Linked DNA regions of Mus musculus: regions 2, 3 and 4 are each linked to region 1. A link is a contact called in public HiChIP or PLAC-seq and promoter capture Hi-C data. All regions are on one chromosome and are shown on one strand. The core of a region is the stretch at or near the end of the contact, and the rest is flanking DNA. Distances in the headings are between cores, read along the strand shown. Region 1 holds the start of Nisch (nischarin). Region 2 holds the start of Tkt (transketolase). Region 3 overlaps Ankrd28 (ankyrin repeat domain 28). Region 4 holds the start of Rft1 (RFT1 homolog).

The links. Promoter capture Hi-C pulls out the DNA fragments that hold promoters and counts their contacts. HiChIP or PLAC-seq counts read pairs in DNA pulled down with a chosen protein or histone mark.
Region 2: a promoter capture Hi-C map of erythroid cells shows a contact between it and region 1, with 5 times the contacts expected there. The contact joins the promoter of Tkt here to the promoter of Nisch in region 1. A contact is called at or near these places in 2 of 39 promoter capture datasets (erythroid cells and liver).
Region 3: an H3K4me3 HiChIP or PLAC-seq map of bone marrow-derived macrophages shows a contact between it and region 1, with 3 times the contacts expected there. The contact joins the enhancer-like site here to the promoter of Nisch in region 1. A contact is called at or near these places in 4 of 39 promoter capture datasets (the 3T3-L1 cell line, HPC-7-derived erythroid cells, neutrophils and 1 more), 2 of 115 datasets of contacts at active chromatin or transcription factors (bone marrow-derived macrophages and memory CD8 T cells) and 1 of 9 other capture datasets (adipose tissue).
Region 4: a contact with region 1 is called in a promoter capture Hi-C map of erythroid cells, with 4 times the contacts expected there. The contact joins the promoter of Rft1 here to the promoter of Nisch in region 1. A contact is called at or near these places in 2 of 39 promoter capture datasets (erythroid cells and liver).

Annotation. Positions count from the first base shown.
Region 1 is chr14:31,205,246-31,208,524 of GRCm38.p6, reverse strand. It overlaps Nisch (nischarin), which reads left to right and starts at 1,699. Exons shown (of 21, transcript NM_022656.2): 1 at 1,699-1,958. The coding sequence starts at 1,863. Tnnc1 (troponin C, cardiac/slow skeletal) reads right to left here and starts at 213. Exons shown (of 6, transcript NM_009393.3): 1 at 147-213. The coding sequence starts at 170.
Region 2 is chr14:30,547,318-30,550,596 of GRCm38.p6, reverse strand. Tkt (transketolase) reads right to left here and starts at 1,466. Exons shown (of 14, transcript NM_009388.6): 1 at 1,217-1,466. The coding sequence starts at 1,323.
Region 3 is chr14:31,784,270-31,787,548 of GRCm38.p6, reverse strand. The region is part of intron 1 of Ankrd28 (ankyrin repeat domain 28); the gene reads left to right. Among named protein-coding and RNA genes, the nearest start is that of Ankrd28, 45 kb to the left of the region's middle. Within about 2 kb of position 1,683, at least 45 of the 459 cell types and tissues checked have an H3K27ac peak or open chromatin away from gene starts, as enhancers often do. A contact at or near this core is called in bone marrow-derived macrophages and pre-B cells, where this site is marked.
Region 4 is chr14:30,652,587-30,655,865 of GRCm38.p6, reverse strand. Rft1 (RFT1 homolog) reads right to left here and starts at 1,491. Exons shown (of 13, transcript NM_177815.3): 1 at 1,391-1,491. The coding sequence starts at 1,453.

The DNA.
Region 1 (3,279 bases), core at 450-2,949:
TGTCAGCTCAAGGGGCTGGGTTACAGGTGTGTGGGGACCCTTTTGAGTCCCCCATCACTTCCCTAGTGTACCCCTGTCCTCCATCCTTAGCTAAGGGAACCCCAATGGACCTACCCACCCTAACCCCTTAAAGATTCATCTCTCACCGCAGCTTTGTAGATGTCATCCATTCTGGCGACAGCTCACAGGACAGGCTACTGGGGTTGCCAGCCAGCCAGCCCTCTGCTTGGGCTTATATAGCCCTGCCTCCCTCCACCTCCTGCTACATTCCCAGCCCAGCCCACCACTGCCTGGAATATCCTCCACCCCCTCCCTGGTCCCTGTAATCTCAGGCTGGCCAAAGTCCCTGTATCATCTGCCTAGGGCCAGGAGCTATGAAGGACTGCAAGGACCAGGTCTCTTGCCATCTGTTCCCCAGACCCCACCCCACCCCCAGGGAAGTCTCAAGAAAAAAAAAAGAATGTATTGCTTTTATTTATGAGTGCATGTGGAAGTCAAAGGACAACTTGCAGGAGTCATCTATCTCTCTCTGCTACCTAGGTTCCCAGGAACCCAGGACTGAACTCAAGTTTTCAGGTTTGGGAGCAAGCACCTAAATGCAATACACACACACACACACACACACACACACACACACATCCTCAACAACCTCAGGAAAAAGTTTCCTGAATGAATGAAAATATGAGCACACAGGAAATGTGAAGTAAACAGTTCGGTCTTCTATGGAATCACAGTGACTTGCCTGAGGTCAAGCTGACCGGAGAATCCCTACCTTATATTACACCCCCTGAGAGATGGTAGCATGCCAACAGAGGCTGGCAGTGTAAGTCCTGCCAAGAAACACTTCCTATGCAAGGTTCAGAGTATAATATGACACTGGTAATGGAAGAAGTCACTGGCCCACAAAGAATAGGCTGGCCTGAAGCCCTTCAGCGGGATCTACCACGCCGCAACCTTCCATCTTTCAAGGACAACAATCAGTGTTCACTTCGGGTTTGAGTCAGCTGCATTCTGTGAGTCAACAAGTGTCCCTAAAGAACCCTATGTCTATCAGGATTCTCTCTTTTCCTCCTCCGGTTGGGTCATCTCTTCTCCAGCTAAGTCTTCCCTATGGTTGTTCCCTATGGATGTTTCTTCAGCCACGCTCTTGTGTCCAAGGCCTAGTCTGTCTCCTCCTCACCTTGAGCTCTTGCAGGATGTCATCTGGGAAACCAGATGGACAGCGCATATCTCTTCCATCCACCTGCACGTCTGCTGCATATAAGCTCTCCCTGAACACACCAGTGTGCCGCCTAGCACACTGCCAGGGGAAAGCCCGTGGGGTACTGAGCACTGCAGAATCACCACAATCAATTCTCCACCAGTACTTTTAACAACAAACCCCCCAAGTGTCGGAGAGTCCCTCTGGTCCTTGTTCCATCTCTAAGTCTAGTCTTATTCATTTTGCTCTTGCTACACAGGGAATGAACCCAACAGCCAGGCGAGACCCTATTAATGTCCCCTCTGGAAACTGAGGCCAAGCGAAGCAGAGTGACTTCGGAGAGTTCCGAAGGCCCATGGCCTCTGCCCTTCCCTGCTGTGAGCCCAGCGGACAATGACCACAACTGCCCGAGGGGACAGAACGCCGCACAGGTATACAGAAAGCAAATTGGGCAAGCCCGCAGGAGCTGCGCATGCGTGCCACTGGTTGTGCTGTCAATTACGGGCAAGGGGCGGGGCGAGGACGCAAGCAGGCCGAGGGGCCAAGATGGCGTCGCGGGCGCGGGCGGGGGGCAGCGGGGGCTGGGGGGCGGTGGGACGCTGACCCCGCCCCCTGCTGCTGCCACTCTGCGCCGGGCGTCGGCAGCGGTGGAGCCGGCAACATGGCGGCTGCGACACTCAGCTTCGGCCCTGAGCGGGAGGCCGAGCCTGCCAAGGAGGCGCGCGTCGTGGGTTCTGAGCTCGTGGACACGTACACGGTGTGCTGGGGGGCCGCGAGCGTCCAGAGCGGGCTTAGCGCCTGGAACCCGGAGTTCTCGACCCAGGGGCTTTGAGAAGTGGGGGGTGGGGGGGGCCTGGGTAGCACATTCGATGAGTGCGTGGAAGGTTCTGCGAGGTAGCGACGAGGGAGCCCGAAAAAAATGGGGGATTCGGAGGAAGGGCCGGGTCGCATAGGTTCTGGAGGAGGATCTAGGCGGGGCGCGGGAAGGGGGGCTGGGGAAAGGGTGCGCGACCAGAAAAGGAGACTTGTGTTGGAGCAATCAGAGGGTGGGGGAGGAGGGGATGGTGAGATGGAGGCCCTCTGGATCCTCCAGGCAAGGAAGAATGCCAGCCTAAGAGACCTTCATGGGAAGTCTGGGAGGAAGGGGACGCGGAAGGGGTGGTCTCTGGTCGATGGGACCAAGGGCCAGGGCTAGAGATCATCAGGTGGTGAAGGAGAGACAGCAGATCCCGATCTCCACCCCCACCAACCAAACACTAGTCGCAGTCCAGATCAGCCCTGCGAAGTGTGTGTGTGTGCGTGCGTGCGTGCGTGTGTGTGTGTGTGGGGGGGGGTGGTGGATGGAAAAATGAGCCCTCGGGGTCTGGGGAGAAAGGAATGGATCCCAGCCGTGCAGAACACAGAAGTTACCTCGAGGCCGAAGTACAGGGCCTGCAAACCTTAGGGGACGTCACGGCTTAGGGGAGAGGGACACGAGCTTCTAATGTATCCTTGTAGGCTACAAGGGAAAGCCAACAAAAAAGGAGGGTAGTTTCTGTGATGGCGTTAGACGCCCTTTGGGCCTGCATAGGGTTGGATGCTAGGCCCGAGAGCCTCGTGGGCAGCCTGCCAGGTGAAAACTTGCACTGTGGTGGGGGCCCACTGAGCACCTCCCGTCTCCTTGTCCTTTGTTCCCTGGAGGGTGGACAGAGGTAAGGGCCTCGGGCCTGCCTTTGCCCCACCCCACTGGCTCCCACCCTAATACCGGATCCTGAGGGCGATTCCTCTATCTAGTTCTTTCTCCCCGCTGCAAGGAAGAGAAGCCGCTAGCGGCTCCTTTTAGAGCAACAGGCTGGCTCTGGAGAAATGGCTGCTCCTGGGGTCAGGAATCAGCCTCGTTCACTGTTCCCACTAACCTCTCCGTGCTCCAGGCCGAGGAAGGGAAGCTAGGACCGTGGGGCTTGATCTAGTTAAGGAATGAGGTCACTCACCTAGGACTAGCTGCAGTCAGTAGAGGCTCTTTGTCCTTCCCCTTAGTGTCAGGAGCAAGGTGATGATCCAAACTGACCATCCTCATTTGTCACTGGGTGTGATGCACG
Region 2 (3,279 bases), core at 217-2,716, 660 kb after region 1:
ACCTGGAGGGAGATGTAGGGGCCAGTAAAGAACAAGTAATAAACGATGTGGATGTGAAGACCTACTCTGTGCTAGGTAGAGAGGACAGTGTCTCTGCCAGACACTGAGGAAATCCAGAGAAAAGGAAGTCAGGTCTCTTAATTGGGCAGGGAGCACCCTCTATCATAGGCAGCAATCTAAAGCCAAGACAGATAACAGGTCCAAAGTATGCATGGGAAGTTGGGTGGCAAAGGGTTCCCAGTTCAAACCTTCTGAGGACATCCCGTCTTAAAAGCACAAGGGCTAAGTAAGGAGGAACCCACGGTAAAAGGCAAGAGAAATGCACTCCTTTAATAATATGTTCTGTATGGAACTGGCCAAAATCCAGAATCCTGGTCTTTGTTCTAAGCTCACAGTTTGTCTGGGTTCCTAAAATCTCCCTCCCCAGAACCCCAAACCATTCCAAGAAGCCCAGATCTCTCTGTCTCAAGGTCTCATACCAGGCCCAATGGAGACCTTAGAATTTCTTGAAACCACCCAGTGTGCAAACACCGTTAGCCCAGAACTTCCTATTTCGCGTGGGCCTCGCCCCTTCTTTCTACAAGCTCCCTTCTCCCCAGACTCGCACTCCAACCTCCTTGCTCGGGTCTAAGCCTCTCTTGGTGTTGCATCGTCACCTCCCTGCCCCCACCCTGGAGTCTTCAGCAGCACCGGGACCCCAGCCCACACATAGCAGGAGAGGCAAGAAGTGTCGAGGAGGGGAGCGTGGTTAGAGATGCAGAGAAGGGTGGGCCCCCAGTCTACTGCAAAATGGTGGGCTCTACACACATTCTCTGCCTACATTGCAAGGGCTGAAATTCCAGCTCTCACTGTGACTTTGGACAACTGATATAAAGCCGGAATCTCAGTTTCCCCATCTGCAAACCAGTGGAACCAACATGCTGGTGGAGAGCTGGAGCCCACACGTGCTCAGGTTTCTCCCGCCAGCAGTCATGGTGGCCTCCGGGTTGCAGCCGCAGAGCGAGGAGGCGCGCCCGGGCGCAGCGAGAACCGGGAAGCCCGGGCCGGCTGGAGGTGCTCGCGAGACCTGAGGCCCACGCGGTCGAACCCGGCCGCTCCGGAGCAGCGGAAGGCTCCGCCATCTGACCGCGCCCTCGTGGCGACATCGTGCTACGCGACACGGAGCCAGGGAGGCCGCGGGACCCGGCTCCCAGCCCCGCCAGAAGCGCGCGCTCACCCTGAGCCTGCCGCGGTGGTGGCCTGGATGGAGCTGATGCGCAGGCGATTGGCTGTGTCCTTCAGGGCCTGGAGCTTCTGCTGATCTGGCTTATGGTAACCTTCCATGGCGTGGTAGGACGAGGACGAGGACGAGGACGAGAACGCTGAGGACAGAGACACAGAGCCAGCAGCGGCTCAGGAAGCGACCAGCAGTGACCGAGGACGGGTGCTGCGGGCGGGCGCGTTAAGACTCCTTAGGACCCGCCCATGGGGGGCGGGGCGGAGGTGGGGCGGGGCGCCGAATCACCCCAGGCCGACGAGTGGCCTCTGGCCACGCCCCGCATTTAGTGGACTCTCGGAAGTCGCCAGGCCTGGGGGCTCTCTCCCAGCACAGTGCCCTGTTGGAATTAATCACACACAAACAGTAGCAACAAAGTAACTTCGCCACTATTCCTGGTTCTAAGCATGGCTCAGAGTTCCGCGGCTGACTTGGGTAGGACTGAGAAGAGAGATACTAATCAGTAATTGCACTTTTCTAAGGAAAAGGTTGAGGCTTGGCAAGGTTAGATTGAGATTACAGGGTTGGTGGGTAGCGCTGCAGCAGATTATCCTCAGTCCAAAAAGATCCCAGACATGAGAATAAATATACACTGCCAGAAACGGTAATACTGAGAAGTTACTAGGAGTATGCTGGTCTCAGACTACTAGAGCCAACGGACAAGAGTGGATTCAGAGAGATTACTGGGTTTGCCTCTGTAGAGACAGTTAGCACCTACTGCTCTTACCAGATCTGGTGGAGCTGAGAGGACTGAGCAGCTGTAACAGAAAGCGTTGCCTTCACAGTCTCGTTGGATCTGTCTCATTGGATCCATGACACACACTCGGGTCAATACCGTTTCCAGAGGCGGAGGTTGTTGCAATTTACAGAGAGGATATAAAGGCAAGCCTGTGAGTGGGTGCTGGGCAGAGGCAGAGGAAGGCACCAGTACAGCTTTGGTCCAGGTCCTCTCTGTGTCCTCCACAGAGCTCAAACTCAGAGTCATGAGACAATGGGCCCTGTGCAAGTGAGCACCCCTCCCCCAAGCGCTCCCTGCCTGGCCTGTTTCCCAGGTGTCCCAGTGAGACTGCCAGTGTGGTTTGTTACAGCCCCTGGCTTCTGCTGGCTCTGCCCAAAGAGGCTGGCCCTCCTAGTGCCTGACTGCCAAGGGCTGGACCTGGGACTGGAGTGTTGTGGTCTCGGAGTGTTCCACTATCAGATCCTTGGCAAGGCAAGTGCCACCTCTGTCCTCTGCTCACCAACAGGTCAAGGAGGCAAACAAACCTCAGAAGCCTTTGGGCCTTCCAACCCCATGGACCTGAGGGCAGTGATTATTAGTCCAGTTCTTCATTTCTCCACCTGTCCAATGACACTGATGTTAACTTCCTCTTCCTCCTCCTCCTCCTCCCCCTCCTTCCCTTCTTCTTCTTCTCCTCCTCCTCCTCCTTCCTCTTCCTTGTTCTCTTCTTCTCCCTCCTCCTCCCCCCTCCTCCTCCCCTTCTTCTTCTTCTCCTCCTCCTCCTTCCTCTTCCTTGTTCTCTTCTTCTCCCTTCTCCTCCCCCCTCCTCCTCCACCTCTTCTTCACAGTGGAAAATTATAATCTATTTGGGAATGGAAACATAAGCTAGAGAGGTATATGTTTTTATTTCTGAATGTTCATTTCTATATATCTGAATGTCCTTTTTAAAATTATAAAATAGTTACAACATTTCTCTCCTCCTTTTCCTCCCTCCAATCCCTTCCATACATCCATCCTTGCTCTCTTTCAACTCTACACAAAGATCTACAGGCAACTAAGGAATCCTGAGAGTGGGAGAAGTAGTCTTCTCCCAGAAAGAGCATACCAAGTGGTTACCCAATACCAAATGGTCAACCTTGAAAACATACACACCAGTAACTTTCTACAGACTGAGTGGGTTATAGTTAGTAATATATATATATATATATATATATATATATACATATATATATATATATATATATATATATATATATATATATATATATATATATATATACATATATATATATATATGTGTGTGTGT
Region 3 (3,279 bases), core at 434-2,933, 580 kb before region 1:
CTAATATGCCAAAAGTAAAGGAAATGAAAGGGAAAACTGTTCTAATACACACATACTACTACTATATTTGAAAAGTAAATTTATTTCTTCATGTCTTAAGAAGTAGGTTGAAAGTAAGCCAAGCTACTTGAAGCCAGTTTGAATTAGAGGGTCTTTTATTTCCTTAATATAGTGTTACTCTCAAATCTCACTTTTGTTACTAGCTTTTGTTGTTGTTGTGTTTTGTTCTGCTGTCTTGCTGTGTAGCCCAGGCTGGCCTTGTTCATTTTCTTCCTGCTTCTGCCTCTTGAGTGGGATAATAGACATGTACCATAATACCCAGCTGAGTTGAGGTTATTCTAAACAGGCTAAATTCTGCCTGCTAAAAACAACTAAACACTGAAGAGATGGCTCATTGAGTCAGAGACTTAGCACGCTTACAGCAGAGCTGGGTTAAGTGCCAATCATCCACATGACAGCTCACAGCTGCCCGTGACTCCATTTCCAGGGGACCCCATGTCCTTTTTCTGGCTTCCATGAGCAACAGGCACTCACATGGTATACACATACATGCAAGTCTCACACATAAACATTAAATTCTTTAAAAAGGCTAAAGAAGGATTATTTACAATTCATGCTGTTTTCTGTGATTTGAAAATACCTGGGTAAATGTAGTATCACGTTACTGTACTGCAAAAGTTGAGAAGAACAGTTTGCAATTCAAAAACAAGTTGCTATGGTTACCCGGTGTTTGCTTTTTAAAGCAATAATTACACAAAATACCCAAAGAATTTCCTTTAGTACAGAAAGGTCGTAGCTTATGTGTATGCTAGTTATTCCACACACAAATTGAAACTGTATATATCACTTCCGTCCTAAAGTATCATTTGGAAAATACTAAAGAAAATGATTCATGTCTTTTTGAGCTGTAACAGGGTGGAGACATACTGAACACTATTTTAAAATTCAAGTAATGACTCAGATAGTTTAGGACATTTTTCTTATTCTTTAGTTCCTTTTATCAAATAATGCTGTAGTTCTACATAACAAATTTATGGTTAAAAGAACGAAAGTATTTTTCTGGTGTGTTTGTGATGTGAAGTCTTTTTAATACATTTTTATGGCTTTAATAACCTTATAAAAAGCCATGCTTATAACTGTTAATTCCATTAATTATAGCTTGTTTCAAACTTCTTAAAAACAAAGAAGATATCTTATTAGAGTCTATGACAAGTTCATTCTTAGCCAACAATCATTCTGGAATTTTTATTGTTTTCTTGACATATTCCTAATATCCAGCATCACAGGCATACCTAAACGCTTTTAAGACAATATAAGGTTAATTGTTATATTTTAATGGCCCTTTTATTTATAATAGGATATTATTTGTTCTTTAATATTAGGGCTATTTTAAACTGAAAATACTTTATATTTAAAGTAGAAGCTGGATTAAATAGTAAAGGGTCTTATCACAGTAGCAGTAATTGAAATACTATGCTGTAAAAGGTTGAGTGCTTTAGTTACTGCTGTGACCATAGGAAGTGGCTCACTTTCTCCTTTCTGCTTTTCTCTCAGTCAGACTTAGTATGGACTCTAGGATAACTCCAGCCATAAGATACTCAGCACATTTCACAACATCATTATCAAATATGCTGTTGTCCAGTAGGAGGGGACATTTCCCTCTATCTCTCCCTTTTTAGGTTAAAAAAAGAGAGACTTTCCTAGAAACACTACAGATGACTTTCCTTTGCATGTGACAGAGCAAGCTGGCTCAGAGCATGTCATTTCCCAAATGAGTCACTTACTAGGTAGAATAGAATTACCATGATCACCTTACACTATTCAAGATTTCTCCAAGTCATGTGGAATATAGAAATGGCATCCAAACAAAACTAAAGGTAGTCTGTAAGAAGGAAGGGTCAGTGGTGGTTAGCTAAGTAGGCAACAAGTAGCAAGCCACATATTACATAGAAAAGTCAAGCCTTGTCATTTTCTTCCAGGGTTAATTTTCCCACCAATTTAAATGATTCACAACACACCGATAATGGAGGGTTCTAGAGTTTTGTTTTTGTTTTTTGTTTTTTTCTTTTTTTAAAGCAGGAGAAAACAGATTGAAACAAAGCATTGTATAAATGTCACAAGAAAAACGTCAAGTATATGAAAACAATATATTTACAAATAGGAAATAGGAAAATTACTCTTTAATTTTTTTGGTCACATGCAATGACAATTTCATTTTCAAATGTTTCCTGTTAACCTACCCTATGAAAACCATCCTCCTTTCTGCACCCTCGTGATCATAATTCATCAGTTAATACCCCTTTCACCTGTTGAACGGGGCCCCTGAGCTCATTCTGTAGCTTGGCTGCTGCTATCACTGGACTGTGATAGTGATAGATATGTAGTGTCTCTGTTATATGCTGACTTTGACTTCTTTGGGTATATACTGCTGAGTGATGTAGACGGGTCATACAGTTCTATTTTTAATTTCCTGAGGAACCTCTCTGTTGATTTCCATAGTGGCTGGATTAATTTACATTACCATACATACGCAGTATATAAGGGTGCCGTGTCCTAACATTCCTAGCATTTGTTGTGTTTGTAGGTTATTGCTTTGGTTTTGGACAAGGTGTAGCTCTACTCCAGGCTGATTCCCTCCTCTATCCCCTGGATCCACTTGGTTTCTGTTTCTCATTAGAAAAGAAAAGTCTTCTAAGAGATAACAACTAAACATGACAAAATAAAATAAAACATGATGAAGCAAAAACCAACCATATCAGAGTTGGACACAGCAACCCATCAGGAAGAAGAGCCCCAAGGGTGGGCACGAGAGTCAGAGTTCTCATAAGCAGGAGTCCCATGAAAATACTAAGCCAATAGCTACAATTTACGCACAGAGGACCTGGTGCAGACCCTTGCAGGCCCTGTGCTTGCTGCTTCAGTTCAGTCTCTGTGAGCTCGTATGTGCCTGGTTGGTTCAGGGCGCCTTGTTCTCCTGGTGTCCTCCATCCCCTCTGACTTTTATAATCTTTCTGCTTCCTCTTCCGAAGAATTCTCTGAGCTCTGAGTTTCAGAAGGATTTGGTACAGACCTTCCATTTAGACTCCGCGTAATGTCTGACTGGGTCTCTTCATCTTGTTTTAGACAATTTAAATTTTACCAGTTTTGCCTATCGTTTTTTTGTTTGTTTGTTTGAGACAGGGTTTCTCTGTGTAGCCCTGGCTGTCCTGGAACTCACTCTGTAGACCAGGCTGGCCTCGAACTCAGAAATCTGCCTGCCTCTGCCTCCCGAGTGCTGGG
Region 4 (3,279 bases), core at 242-2,741, 550 kb after region 1:
CCCTACACTGCCATTTACAAACTTCTTATGCTAATAAAAGTAGCTAACATTTACTAAGTACCTTGTAGTGTGCCAGGACATAACAGAAATTATTTCCCCTAATCTCCCTAATCACCCTGTGAAGCTGCAGTGCTGTTCTCATTCAAAATGAGGAAGCTGCCGGGATGGAGGTATGTGCTTGTTACCCCAGCACTTTGTAAACTGCAGCAAGTACATCAAGAATTCAAGGCCAGCTTGGACTACATAGCAGTATCTTTTCATAAATAAATAAATAAAGCCAGGACTGGTGTCTCATGCCTATAAGCAGAGGCAGGGCATATCTGAGGTCAAAGCCAGCCTGGTCTACACAGTGAGTTACAGGACAGCCAGGGAGGCATAGAGAGATCTTGTCTTTAAAAAAAAAAAAAAAAGAAGAAGAAGACAAAGACGAAGAAGGAAAGAAGGAAGGAAGAAAAGAATAAACCGATGCTCAGAAAAAAAGCCAATTGATTTGAACTTTTTTTTGAGACAAGGTCTAAGTATGTAACCCTATCTAGACTGGAGCTCAGATTGGAACTCACAGAGAACTCAACCTCTTGAGTGTTGGGATGAAAGACTTGAGCTACTACACCTAACCCAAGTAACTCTTATCTTAAAAGGGGCCACCTAACCTGAATCTAATTCAGCCTGCTTCTCTCTCCTAACCTCTTTGTGCCTCTCTAGGATAAAGGTGAAGGTGGACTCTGGACCATGTGGACGAACTAGCAAGTGTCATCTGCAAAAGAAAGAAAAAAAAATACAAAGCCAAAAAAGAGTCTGTCCAAGGACACACAGCAGATGCAGTTTATTAAGTGCACACTAGGATGCTGGTACTGCGCTAAGTGAGCTTATTCAAAAGATCCCAAACAATCCTTGCAAATTGCTTTCTGAATTAGATACTATTACACTCATTTTTGTCAACAAGGAGCTAAAAGCTCAGGGGCTGAAGTGACTTGTCCTAGGTCACTGGACAAGCATTGCCTGAACCCGATCCTTGTTCTTAGCTACGCCATATGGGCTCTCTAAACTCAAAGAGAATCAGAGTTGAAGAACAGTTTTGAGGATCAAGAGTGAAACACTCCAGAAATGAACCCCTTAAAATATCAGATTAAAGTAGCCTCTGTCTACTGTTTGTTGATAGTTGTTTAAACTGTCTCCTATCATCACACGGAAACACAAGGCTCAGAAAGAAAATGGCTTGTTTGTAGTCACCAGCCAAGACTGGGACCGCAGTCTCCCAACTCCTAGACCCGGCGCCCCTCCCCGCCTCCGTGGTCCCCCGTGGAACCCTGTGCAGTGCGGGGGACCCAGAGCAGCTTCCCCGGGAGGCTTGGCCGCGGCACCACGCGCTGGAGCGGGCGCAGCAGAGTACCTGCAGCAGGAGACCCGAGGAGGCCAACCGGGCCGCCTGGCCTAGCACCTCCTGGCTGCCCATAGCCCCAGAGCCACAGCTCCGAGGAGGAAACGGGGCCCGCGCCCGCTTCGTCGCGGAAAAATGGCGTCACGGACAGGCTCGCTCCTGATTGGGTCTTTGACAGCAGGGGCGGAGCACAAGAAGCTGCGACTCCAAACAACTTTTGAGGCTGTGTCTCTTGATTTTCTTGGGGTGTCTTGATTTTTGTTGTTGTTGTTTTGAGAGTGTGTTCAGCGCCGATCCCTGTAGACCATGTTGGCCTAGAACTCGCAGTCTCTGGAACACTGGGATAACTGGGGCGCACCCCTAGCCCCAACTGATATCTTTTGGCTTGATTTTTTTTTTTTTTTTTTTAAGACAGGGTCTCATTATGTAGCCTTGGCTATCATAGAACTCGATATGCAAAGCAGACTTGCCTTGAACTCAGTGATCTGCGGGCTTCGGCTTCTGACTCCCAAGTGCCGCAACTCCAGCTGTTATTTTGAAATAAGGTCTTTCTATGTAGCCAGGGCTGGCCTGGAATTCACTTAGAGAGACTAGGATAGCCTTGAACTCCCGATCCTCTTGTCTCCAGCTCCCAAGTGATGAGAATTAAATATTTATTTGTTTTTGCATAGTGTAGTTGTGTGTGTATCAGTGAACTCTCAGGCATCAGTTCTCTCTTTCCACCTTTACATGGGTTCTGCAGTCAAACTCAGATTGGCAGGCTTACATGGTAAGCTCTTAACCTGCTGGGCTAATTTGCAGGCCTGCTAATTATCTTCCCTGTACTCCTGTTCCCTGTTCCCCAGCAGAAGGCCCTGTTTCAAAGCAAAGGAAAACAGAACAAAACAAGCCAGCAGTGGCTGCTGCGGGACAAAGTGCTCAGCAGAGACTAATCAGTGAGATTCTTGCCATTGGCGATCACACGAATGTAGTTACATAACCCTTCCACCAACTGGGCTGGACAGGACTTCTCCCAATTTTGCAAAGGAAGAACTGAGGACTGAAGGTCAGACACAGAATTTTCATGTATGTAGTTCTCTGTAGAAACCTTCCCAAGGCTCTGATACTTGGCCTGGTTGTCGAGAGGAGAAAAGTAAGCCTTGGAGGTGTGAGGTGCCTTGTTCAAATCTGCACATCATGGGCCTGGGCAGAACAGATCGGGGTCAAGGGTCAGACTGGAAGTACTTTATACTTTTTTTTTTAAAGTGGCCAACATACGCAATCACCATTTTCAAAGCTCTTTGGCCTTCCTTGCTGTCTGGTAACTGCCTGTCATCTTACACATCACTACCATCTTTATCAGTACATTTTAGATGCTCATATTTGGATCCCTTCATCCCAGCACTCAGGAGACAGGTGTATCTCTGAGTTTGAGGCTAGCCTGGTCTATATAGCATACATCAAGAACAGCCAGAAAGACATAGTGGAATTCTGTCTCAAAACAAACAAACAAAAAACCCAGCCCCCTTAGTGGTCCTCAAAGAGACCCTGTTGGGTGTTTCTTTGTTTTTGTCATGGTCTCTGCCCAAATATCTTCCTTGACAGTACTCTTCACTTTTTCAGGGCCCCCATACTGACCCCTAACTACCCCACAGTCTGTACTTTCTATGGACTAAATGTATCTTCTCAGAATTCATATAGTGACAGTCCTGAATGTGATAATATACACATATAATACACTCAGGAGAGTACTTGGGAAGTAATTAGGATAAAGATGTAGCCTTTATGGTGGGGCCATTGCCCAGATATTTGAGGAATGGCTACAGTGGGTCAGTGACCATATTAAGAAGATATCTGAGGGCTGCTATGGTGGATCAGTGGCCACACAAAGAAGACATTTGAGGAACTGGCTATGGTGAATC